Linked DNA regions of Rattus norvegicus: region 1 is linked to region 2. Evidence: chromatin contacts called from public Hi-C data. All regions are on one chromosome and are shown on one strand. The core of a region is the stretch at or near the end of the contact, and the rest is flanking DNA. Distances in the headings are between cores, read along the strand shown. Region 1 holds the start of Tbr1 (T-box brain transcription factor 1). Region 2 overlaps Tank (TRAF family member-associated NFKB activator).

Region 1 (5,220 bases), core at 485-2,984, 160 kb before region 2:
AATTAATCATTCTCACCTAAATAAGTGTCAAGAAAACGTGTTAATTGGAAGGACTTGCCTTGCACATTGGTGTCCGCTTTGCCACAAGGAACCCATTTGCCTCCTTGAAACCTCCAGTGATTGGGATCCGCCAAAATCACATCCACAAAAATATTGTAATGAGCGGTGGGATCGAGACCAGAAATGTTAAAACTCAAAAAGGGAAACATGCGCCTGTTTGAATTAAAAAGAGAGAGAAAGCAAGGGGGAAAAAAAGAAAATAAATGTTAAAGATTAAATGCTGCAAGAAGCGGGGCGCCAGAAAGCTAAGCAAAACTTGTCCTCGCCGCGTGTCTGAACGAATGTTTGCTGATCTAGAAAGGGAGAGTGGGAGAAGGGAAGATGTAGGACCGAAGTCGGGGAGAGCACCGAGCGCTCTGGAGTTGGGGGACGGATTGCTCGGTAGAGAGCCGGGTTGGCGGCCTGCTTCTCCACCTGTCGGCACAGGCCAGCTTCGATGAGTTGCTCTGAAAGCCTGTTAGCGGCCACGGCTCTTCGTCTTGCTCCAGCCACCGACTGGTTCTCCGACCGCATTGGCACAGCAGGCTCCCCGCCACCAAACATCACCACGGTGGTTATTATCCCTTCCACTTTCCCCTTTTCCAAAACCAGCCAACTCCAGGGCGCACCCGAGCGCCTTTCCACTCCGCTCCCCGACCCCACATAGTCGCTGCCCGGCGGTCACAACTTGGGTGCGTTCGCCCAGGGTCACGCCTGGAACAGCGGCAGCCAAGAAAAGTAGCATTACCTTCCCTGTTTAGTGATGATCATCTCCGTTTGATGCCGATGAAATTTCAGCCAAAGTGGCCTGTTGCACAGGTATACCTGCGCCTTGCCGGGCACCAACCCGGGCTGGGTGGAGGAGAACTGGTAGAATGGGGCTCCTTGGTAGGAGTGGCCGTACTGCTGTGGGTAGGGGTAGCCGGCGGTGGGGTAGCCCTGCGGCGAAGAGTTGGACAGCAGGCTGTTGTAAGCTCCGTTGGTGATGACCGGGTGGTGGGCCATGTAGCGACTGGGGCTGCCGATGGAGAAGGCGGGATGCGCCGGTCCGTGCTGGCCGGGGTACGGGAACATGGCACTGGGAGCGGTGGCCGCAGACTGTGGCTGGCTGGACTGAGAGAGGAGGTAACGATCTGCAGCAGAGCCATCGAAACTGTGACGAAGCTCAGAGACCCCGTCCAAGACAGGAGAGAGTTTACTTCTCTGGACGTCCCCTGGTGAGTCCTTGGAGTCAGGAAAATTGTCTGTATCTGACTGATTCGTCATCCCCCTGGTAATTTTTTTCAAAGGTGAACTTCTCTCCAGGTTGTCAGTGGTCGAGATAATGGGATGATCATGCAAGACAAGCTCAGATCCGCCCGAATGTGGGTAGCTGCTGCTCACATTGAGAAATTTCTTGGAGAGCATGATAGAAGGAGAGAGGCAATGCTCCAGCTGCATAGCTCTAGAACCTGAAGGCTGGCCCTCCCGTCCCTGGGTTTTAAAGTCCTGTTTATCATAAACTAGGAATCCACAGACCCCTCACTAGACAGAAAGCACTTCAACCAGCAAATGCTTCTCAAAGGTTTGATTTACTTTTTTTTTTCCCTGGGAGAAGAGATTGGCCAATTGACACTATGCAGCAATCAGAAAAGGCTCACTTTTGATCTTGCTGCTTATGCAGCCGATGAAACGGCTCCTGCCATTGGTTAGCTGCTGACAGTAATTTAATTAGATAGACATTAATTAGGATAATCACCTGGCTCCTGGTCGCGACGATCATGGCAAATTGAAGGGGATGATTTTATTGTTGGCTTGGGGGGTGGGGAAAGTGTGTTGGTTTACGTGAGCTCTGTTATGTCACCTTTAAGCTTTGTGACCACTGCTTTAGGAAGATTCAAAGATGTGCAATTTACTAAACATTTCCTAACCCCCCCCCCCTTCTCTCTTTAGAGAGGAGGGGTGGAGGAGGGAATTCGATGATGCTAGGAGACTTTTCGGATCTGAATGAGCCAAATATTCAGTTGAATGTAACGATTTCAAGTGCAAAGTATACAAAGCGCGAGCCGGTGGCCTCTTCTCGCCCTGTAAAACTTCCAGAGTCTGTCTTTTCCAGTTAATACGCAGAAGCATACACACCTGAGCCTGTGCTTTGTTGAGTCGGTGCTGCGTGTCCTTGACGCCCCCTCCCCCACTTTAAACTACACGAATAAATAAATAAATCAACAAACCTCCAGCCGCTGAAAGCCACAGCCTTAAGAGAGATAAGGAGGCGAAGCGGCTAGCCCACCCATCAACCCACCTCAGGAAGGTTCGGTTTCCGGCTAGGGTACAGAAACAGTGACAATCTATGATCTCCTTTTTAAGTTTTGAAATAATCATAAGCCGTGGCGCTGAAGTGCTTTAATGTATTTGCAGTCATGTTTACTGGGTCGTTACTAAATATTTTATCAGCCAACTTGGTTGCAGATCATCTGAAGAGCAGCTAGCTGGGGGCGGGCGCCATGTATCCTTTGAGTCCCACCGCACTTCCTCCTTTTTGGAGGCACTGGCTTGGTGACAGGTTCATAAGCCTCGCCAGGAAAAAAGAGAGAGGGCTGAGTCCCCAGCGCAAATGGGTTCGCTAGAAGCGTTGATCTGGGGAGACAGAGTGGAAGTGGTGTCAACGCGATGATCTTACTGGTGTGTGTGTGTGTGTGTGTGTGTGTGTGTGTGTGTGTGTGTGTGTGTGTGTGTGTAATGTTTACATAATCCAGAGGGAGAGAAAAAGAATCCATGCCAGTAATTTTTAAAAGAGGATTAGCGAAAAGAATCGATTTAAGGAAATTTTGGCACAAGTAACATGAGTCCCCAAGCAACTGAGTTTTAGGGAGAAAAGATCTCCTACTATCTGCTTCACGGAGGCCAGCGGCCAGCCTCAGGCCAAGAGCACCTGAGATGACAAACCCAGAGCTGCTGTCTAGACATGGCCAACCTGCTCCGTAGCTTTCCTTCCTGAAGGCAAGAGGCGCAGAAATGCAAAGCCAACCCCAGGCATAGCTCAGCTTGGCCTGCAAGGTGGTGGAGAGGCGGCGAGCTCGGGGGACTTAAGAGAGTGCCAGGCGACCTGTCTGGCTCAGGCTGGAGAGGCTCACACTCCACCCTTGCCTCAGGCAGGCGGGGCCTGGGAATCTATCTCCTCCAGCTGCTGCCTCTGCCTTTGAGATCGCAGACAGTAGCCCCGGCCAGAGCAGCAGAGTTCAAAGCTGGGTGGAATTTGGGTATGGTCAGAAAAGAGTTAACAGATTCAAGATGTGCTGGAGTTTGGTCTGCAGCGGCCAGCACTGAGCACAGACTGCACCACCTCCCTCAGAGGCTAGACTCCGTGGCTGCAGAGGGTACCAGCTGCAGGCTCCCACAGGGCACAGGAGCAAGACCTGGCACTGATGGCCATCGGCGGACAGGTTGATGATCAGATGTTTGGAATCAAGTAGAAGCAATTTTCTGGGAGAAAAATAACGCCAGACCCTTTTTCCCTTTGCAAGCAAACCTCAGCTCCTCTCCAGAAAGCTTCATAAACAGGCTGGGTTTTAGCTGTGCAGGCACTGGAGCACCTAGGTTGGCGGCCGTGGTGGGGTAAATAGGTATGATGGTATTTGATGTTTTCCTCCCTTAGTCATTGCTACAACTTTTGCCCCATTTTACCTGGTTGTGTCCTCCTGTTTGTATCATTAGCTTCTGTCACCAAGTGCCTCTCCTCACCCTCCTGCTTCTCATACCATCTTGCCTCTTGTCTTGAACAGGACACAGAGCCTTAAATACATATATGAAGGTGACAGACCACCTGAGCTTTTGGAAGCCTTTTGCCATGCTGGACACTCCGAACTGGCTTCTTAAAAACACAAGGAATAACAAAGCACCCATCTAAGTGTCGAGGGGATAGAAAAGGAATGCACATCCCTTAGTTTTTAAGGAACTGATTCTGGAGGTGAACAGGCACTGTGTGACCCATTTTCAATAGTCAGCCCCGAAAGTAGTTCCTCAAATATATATAGGCTTTTCCTCGAGATCAACGTATATTCACAAAGAAAATGAGGACTGTACAGTCTTGTTAATCTTAGGTTTAGGGTGGACTTGGGCTGGGTGTATGAGCTTCCATAGCTCTGGTCCAGGCAGACCACTTGCACAGTGTGTAGTTACATCACTGCACTGTCACTAGAGCAGCCTCAGCTCCTCACTGCTTGTGTGCGTTGGTGGTGGTAGTGATGGGGTTACCTTGTGTTTAACAAGACCTTCCATATCAGGCCACTGATAAAGGGGTTATACATTACTAGATTGAGGTGTTCATGGAGTGTCTATTGCAGCGACTTGATTCTGATCACTTAAAAATACAAAAACAAATGGTTTTTGGTATGAGGGATTGTGTCAAGGTTCTGAAACTAATACTGTTTCCAACATGAAGAAGGCAGGAGGAAGTGTTACCTGGGAAATCAAGGAAACCCACAAGGTTAAGTAGCCAGGTATGAGGCAAGCCCTCCCAGCCACAGACTCTAACTCAGTCTGAGTACTGAACCTAGTCCCAGAAATGCTTAGATCTCTCCTTTTCAAAGGGCATACTCAACTTAAAACACTCTCTCTCTCTCTCTCTCTCTCTCTCTCTCTCTCTCTCTCTCTCTCTCTTTCTCTTTCTCAACTAGTTCTTCAATATCTGTGAAAGTTGTCATTAATTATAAAGGGTGAAAACCCGGTATTTAAAAAGAAAGATGCCCATAGGTGTGAATTAGTCAAAAGGGAACATTCTATCCCTTTTTAAAATTTTTAAGTGATTAGATGCAATCACAACAACTTACTGTTACAGTTAACAAGACACTATCACTACATTTAAAGGATGGGACAAGCAGTAAGTGCCCAGAGCATCTCATTCCACCAGAAAAAAAGGGAAAACAAACAAACAAACAAACAAATCCATTGAAACACACTGGACACTTAAACAATTCTACCCCCAACTCTGACAACTCCATCAGACGGTTAAGGGCACAGATATTTACTGGGACAGTATCTGGTATACCATGCCACTTGTGGTACCCACCCCCTAGTAGGTGAAATCTCAAGTTACCCAATATAATCCTCCTTTAACAAAGAATTGGAAGTACTTTGACCATATTTTTACAAGGATACAACCTAAAAGTAAATACTTGTCTCCGTCTGTCAGACACTCTGTGG
Region 2 (5,738 bases), core at 974-3,473:
CAGTGATAACCAGTATCAAAGTATGCCTTGCTCACCAAGACCTGTAAAGGTACACCCGACTACGTGGCTTGTTATTAAGAGATAGGTCCCAGGTGGAGGCATCTTCGAAACCAATATATTTTCTTTATAACTGGTGTCAAATTGATGTATATATTAAAAAAAAACTTGGAAAATGATCTCAAAGAGGAAGTAACAGCCCAAGGAGCCATATGTTCAGGGAAGCTATCAGGTTTCCATTGGGACCAAATTTCATTTCACCTTTTTGTCCTTATGCACAAATAAAACTTATTTGTAAATATGCCATTCAAACAGCCATGCAATTTTGTGAGGCCCTAAGGGTGGAGAAGAAACTATCCTAGTCCATAAAAAGCCGATGGAAGGTAAATAATTTTGTTAGCTATTGGATATGCATAAGGCCACAAGGGATTGAACTCCATAAATTCACACCCTCAATGAAATGCTTCCATAGAACTAGTTAACAAAGAAAAGGCTGATAAATAGTTAATAAATAAATCTCGATGTCGATGGAATTGCTGAACCCAGGTTTACATCAATGGATGTAATCTCCCCCCTTGCTGGTGGATGGATTCCTATTCTAACAGATTCAGGGATTTTTCCCAAGGCAGGCTAACAGTATAGCATTGAAAAGTCTGATAGGCTAAGGGCAGAGGGCTGCACAGTGGTTTTCCAGAGAAACCAAAAGTACTTCTGTTTACCAGCACAAAACACTTTATAGAAGTCCTTTCAGGAATTTTCAATTTTAAAGCTTTCCAGCATTTTAGTAGATTCTAATAATCGTGCATTCGTTACTTTATTGGTATGCCTGGGCGTATTCTAACGGGAAAATTACGTTGAGCATTTGTGCAGCTTTCCATATGACTAGAATCAAAGTCTAAAAACACCGATTCACTCACGCCACTTGATTTTATATGTATTTATGTACTTTTATTAAGAGACATTGCAACTTTAGGGGAAAGGCCATCATAGAAATGAAACCCTTGTGTACTCAGTAAGTCTCCACGCACTTGTTTGTGTCGTTATACCAAGATTAAAGTCGGTAGAAAAAAAATCATACTGCATAGGTTATCTTGCAACTATTTCTTTTACCATCCATGGTTAGAGGAAAGTTTTATCATGTTAATTTAGGCACCTGGCTAGCTAATATTGAGGAGTCTTAGGAAAAACTGCCTTCTCAGGCAGGTCTTTGTTTCTGAGTTCCGGCTAAGACACTTCAGAGTGAGAAGGGACATCAACGTCTTTTATCCTAAGAATGGTTGATGAAATGGTAGTTTAAGTGTCTTTCTGCTCAACCATCAACTCGCTGTGAAACCTCCCCTGACTCCCCAGCGAGCCTCAACAGGTATGGAAGACTTTTTTGACCAGACTAAGTTTATGATGCATTCTTTGGTGTTGCTGTTCATGTCCAACTTCTCACAGGCCAGAACACTGAGCCACCTGGTCAAGAAGGGACACAGGGCTCCAGCCATGCACAGGCCCCCATCTTCGGGTGCCCGGATCGTGGGAAGGTTACCTGCTTTGAAAAGGCGTTCGTCTTACCAGCTACTGTCTTAGGTGGTATTCCCCGGGGGTATATGTCACAGAAGCTCATTAGCCTAGTCTTGGGGTCAGGAGGTCAGGGGTTGGGAGTACAACTAATTGTAAGGCCCTTTCTGGTTTATTAAATCGCTCGCTCGCAGTTGTGCTCGGGGCCGGGGATGCAGGGATGCGAGGGTTACAGCCCGCAGCCTTTGGGGGCATGTGGGGGTGTTTGTGAGGGGGGGAGGGCTTGACCACGCCGACAGCTCAAACCAGTGTGGCTCGGCAGCTCGCACCAAGGCTGGAAGCCTGTGCGGGAAAGATCCGGCTCGGCCCGATCTGGCTTTGTTTTTCTGGCTCTTTCTTCCACTCCGGGGTTTGTCCCTGGGCCTCTGGCGTGGTTCGGTTACCCCGCCACCCAGCGCGTTCGCTTCCCCGCAGGCAGGCCTGGCGGGCGGGCGCGCGCTGCAAACGTGGGTCCCGGGCGCCCCATGCGGGCTGAGCTCGCTCGATCGCTCGCCGGCCCGCCGGCCAACCCGGGTGCGGCTCGCCAGCGGCGGGGAGGACGCGCGGGAAAGCCAGGGAGCGGGAAGCGGGCGGCGGCGGGCCCGCTGGAAAGGAGGGAGCGCCGCAGGCGGGAGGACGACGCGCGGAGGAGGGAGCGGGAGGAAGGAGGGAGCGCGGCAGGCAGGCGGAGGGAGGGCTGATTAGCATGCAGCAGCGCTCGCGCGCCCGGCTCCATTGTTTTAACACCTCCCCTCTCCTCCGCGCCAATCTGTCACCGTTCAGCAGGCGAACGCTGCTGCCTCAAATGCTGCTCTTCTCAAATGAGACGGATAATTAGTTGCCCCGCACGAATGCCGCACTCTTCTCACCCCTGATTGCTATCACCTTCTTGCTCCTGGCAGTTTTGACACCTCGTAATCAGCCTGCTGCTTTTCTCTTTTCTTCCCGACTTCTGCTTCCCTCCCCCCTTCCTTCCTAGTTGATTTATTTATTTATTATTATCATTTTAAATGCAATCTCCGTGCCTATTTGGACGAGTGCTCCTCCGAGTTAACCTTGCATATACGTGTGTGCCTATATATGCATATGTAAACTAGGGTGTGTGTGTGTGTGTGTGTGTGTGCGCGCGCGCGCGCGCGCGCGCGTGTGTGAGCAAGGGGCGGGCTGGCAATTTTGCGGGAAACACTGCTTCCACGCGGAGAGAATTTTCTCCTCAAGATATTTTTGGGATGGGAGAAGTTGGGGAGAGGGACGGGAGGGAAGAGTTAGGGAGACCTCAATTAATGCTTTAAAGATCTCTTAGAAATTAACAAACTGGGGAGTCTCGGAATCTGCTGTCAGAAGCGTGTTTTCCCCTCTCTCCTCTAACAAGCACTGACAGTCTAATTACTGTAGCTACAAGCAGCTGTCGAGGCAGCAGCCCGCGAGCGAAGGCGCCACGGGATGAGCGCTCACCGCCGGCCCCTGCGCCCAGCCTAACCCAGCGAACCGCGGCCAGACTTGGGAGGATGGAGAGAAGCGCGAGGCCCGGCACCCGGCAGCCTCGCCAGCCCACGGCGGGCCTGCGAGTCAGCAGACTCCCTTATTGTTTCATATTTATAAAGTCTTTACCTTGAAGGTTAAAAGATGTGAAGAAGAAAGGAGGGGACCTGAGGGGGGGGTGCGAAGAAAATCTTTTAAGCTTCCATCCATTCCTTTTCTACCTCCTCAAGTTCTCCCTCCCCCGGTGTTGGTAAAATAACCACGCAACCCGGGGCTGAGGGGGCGGGGTGAGCCAGGCTGGAGTGTAAGAAAGCAGATGTCCCCGCTGGCAGCAGCCTCAGCCTCCGGGGAAAGCTGCACCGGGGGGGCCATCCCGAGGACATTCACCTCCCACTTCTCAGGCATCCCGCTCACAACTGCCTCGCCTCGGCAGGGGTGGTTTTTTTTTTTTTTTTCCCAGACTCAGCGTTTTGCGCACGTAGCTTTCTTACCTGGGAGCTGTTCTTACCCGGTTACGCTTAGCAGAAGCCCAGCACCCCGCTCAGTAATAGGGTAGAGGGATAGACCTGACCGGTGTTCACTATACCTTTCGAGTGGCGGGGTCCTGTCAACCTTTCAGAGCAGGACAGAAGGCCCCTCTCTGGCGGCCCAATTGGGTCTCTGCCCTAAGAAGTTGGAGCATGGGGTACTGCTGGAGTCTTAAATTCCCACCTTACTAAAGTGGTGAGGACCGGTTGCTCCAGAAGAGGGTAGTGGGCCACTTCGAGTCACTTTCTGGAATGGAGTTCTTTTTGGTTGTCAGCAAGCCAGTAAAGATGTCAATCGTGTGAGAAAAGGAGAGGAAAAAAATCCTTCTTTTGATAGGCGGTGGGGTATATTCTGATTAGTACACATACTGGGAAGTTTTGAGTTTGAGCGTGTGTGTGTGTGTGTGTGTGTGTGTGTGTGTGTGTGTGTGTGTGTGTGTGTGTGTAGTGGAGGGGAAGCTGGGAGGAAGAAGAGAGTCTTTGGGTAATTGTCTAGGCATTTCCATTCAGCCTGATGGCAAAGATGTACATGCCTCAGAACCCTTCACAGTGCATACCTAATAATCACGATGTCACCCTGGTGAGGAAGATGTCAATGTGATGTGCTCGGCACCTTGAGACATCGAGGTACCATTCTCATTCTTCCACTGAGCACAGAGGCCTGCTTGAATTCCCCCATGCTAAACCTCCAGTATGAGACACTGCTCAAGGACAGTTACTTTTCTGTTGAAAGCTACAAGTCAATGCTTATTTCATAAAATGGAAGCTGTGTCTCAACCATGTTTAAAAATTGGGGGCGGAGGGGAGTGGGAAGAGAATCATGAAGAAAGGAAGGCAAGTCTCATTTTAAACAGTTCTGCCGCACTGCGTACTTGGTTCCTAAGACGTCTCCAGTGGCCATCAATCAGGCTGCTAACAATGAATAGCAAATTTCTCCACAAGAATTTGAACGTTTCTAATCTAAATTAATAAATATGTATTCTCCTTACAGGCTTTTACATTTGTTTCCAATAAAAGGAAAAAAATTAGAATGCTTAGTTTGAAAGATCATTTTGAAATTTAAAGTGACCTATTAATGTGTAATAAATGCCATCAGACATGAATTTTATGAACCCTCCCCAAATGTGATTTATTTACCTCAGAAACAAAGAACACTTTCAATAATCATGACATAAGGAACTTTTAATATTTAATAATAATCACTCAATCATGCATTTTATACACATAGTAAAAATTAAAACCATGTGTATTATTTAAAAAATGATCTAAAATGTTTAAATAATTTTCACTGGGCAACTAATGATTGATTTGATATTTACTTTGATCATATTGTCTGCTATTATCTGTAAGTTACAAACATATTTTAAAGGAATATTACCTGTAGTATAATTAAAAATTCAAATGAAATTTGAATACCCTATAAACATTTGATATAACCAAATTTAATAGATTTCGTGAGAGTCAAACAATAAACTTAGCCATTTAGAACATAAATTATGATTACATAACTCTGTAGGTCACATGCGTAATTTTGAAATCTGGAAATTATAGTATAAACATGAATAATATAATATAATGAATTATAGTTTTTTATATACAAAATGATCTCTTAAAAGATAGAGTAACAACTTTAGAGAAAAATTCAAATAGCTGTGACAATGAATTTCTTTTATACACAACCTTAAATTTAGCTTACAAGCAAGCATTCTCTAGCATTACAAACTCAAAACCATCACAGAGAACATGATATGTCTGTTTTCAAATGTGATTTAAGTCTCTCCATTAAAGTGTGTATTAAGATGCCGGAGGAAATCCCCTCTGGATGTAAGGGATGGTGGGAAAAGCTCTTGACAGAACTCACACACTTGAGGTTTAAGGAGTACTGAGTCTGAACCACTTGGTACCACTAAGTCAGTGTCTTGGTTAGGAAAAGGCTTCCAAAGGGGCTGCAGGAAAGAAACAAAACATCTTTTGTCATTTATGTTTTCAATCAACTTGCATCAAATTTCAAATCCAAGTATCTGAATAACTTTTATATGTGCTTATATAAGAAATTCTCTAATGTGGAAGCAGATTTCTTTTCCAGAGTGGGCATAACTTAACCATATCCTCCTGAATTTTATCTTTACACATTTAAAAATACTTAAGGTTTACCAGCAGCAGTCATTAATATTCAGTTATCTTAGT

What was found. A called contact is a pair of places that touch in the nucleus more often than the background predicts.
Region 1: a contact with region 2 is called in a Hi-C map of Schwann cells, with 2.9 times the contacts expected there. The contact joins the promoter of Tbr1 here to the enhancer-like site in region 2. A contact is called at or near these places in 5 of 12 Hi-C or Micro-C datasets (Schwann cells, frontal cortex, liver and 2 more).

The regions. Positions count from the first base shown.
Region 1 is chr3:66,756,317-66,761,536 of GRCr8, reverse strand. It overlaps Tbr1 (T-box brain transcription factor 1), which reads right to left and starts at 1,734. Exons shown (of 6, transcript NM_001191070.2): 1 at 788-1,734; 2 at 59-213. The coding sequence starts at 1,479.
Region 2 is chr3:66,597,781-66,603,518 of GRCr8, reverse strand. It overlaps Tank (TRAF family member-associated NFKB activator), which reads right to left. Exons shown (of 8, transcript NM_001164073.2): 8 at 4,655-5,497. The coding sequence ends at 5,321. Among named protein-coding and RNA genes, the nearest start is that of Psmd14, 62 kb to the left of the region's middle. Within about 2 kb of position 2,223, at least 51 of the 93 cell types and tissues checked have an H3K27ac peak or open chromatin away from gene starts, as enhancers often do. A contact at or near this core is called in Schwann cells, where this site is marked.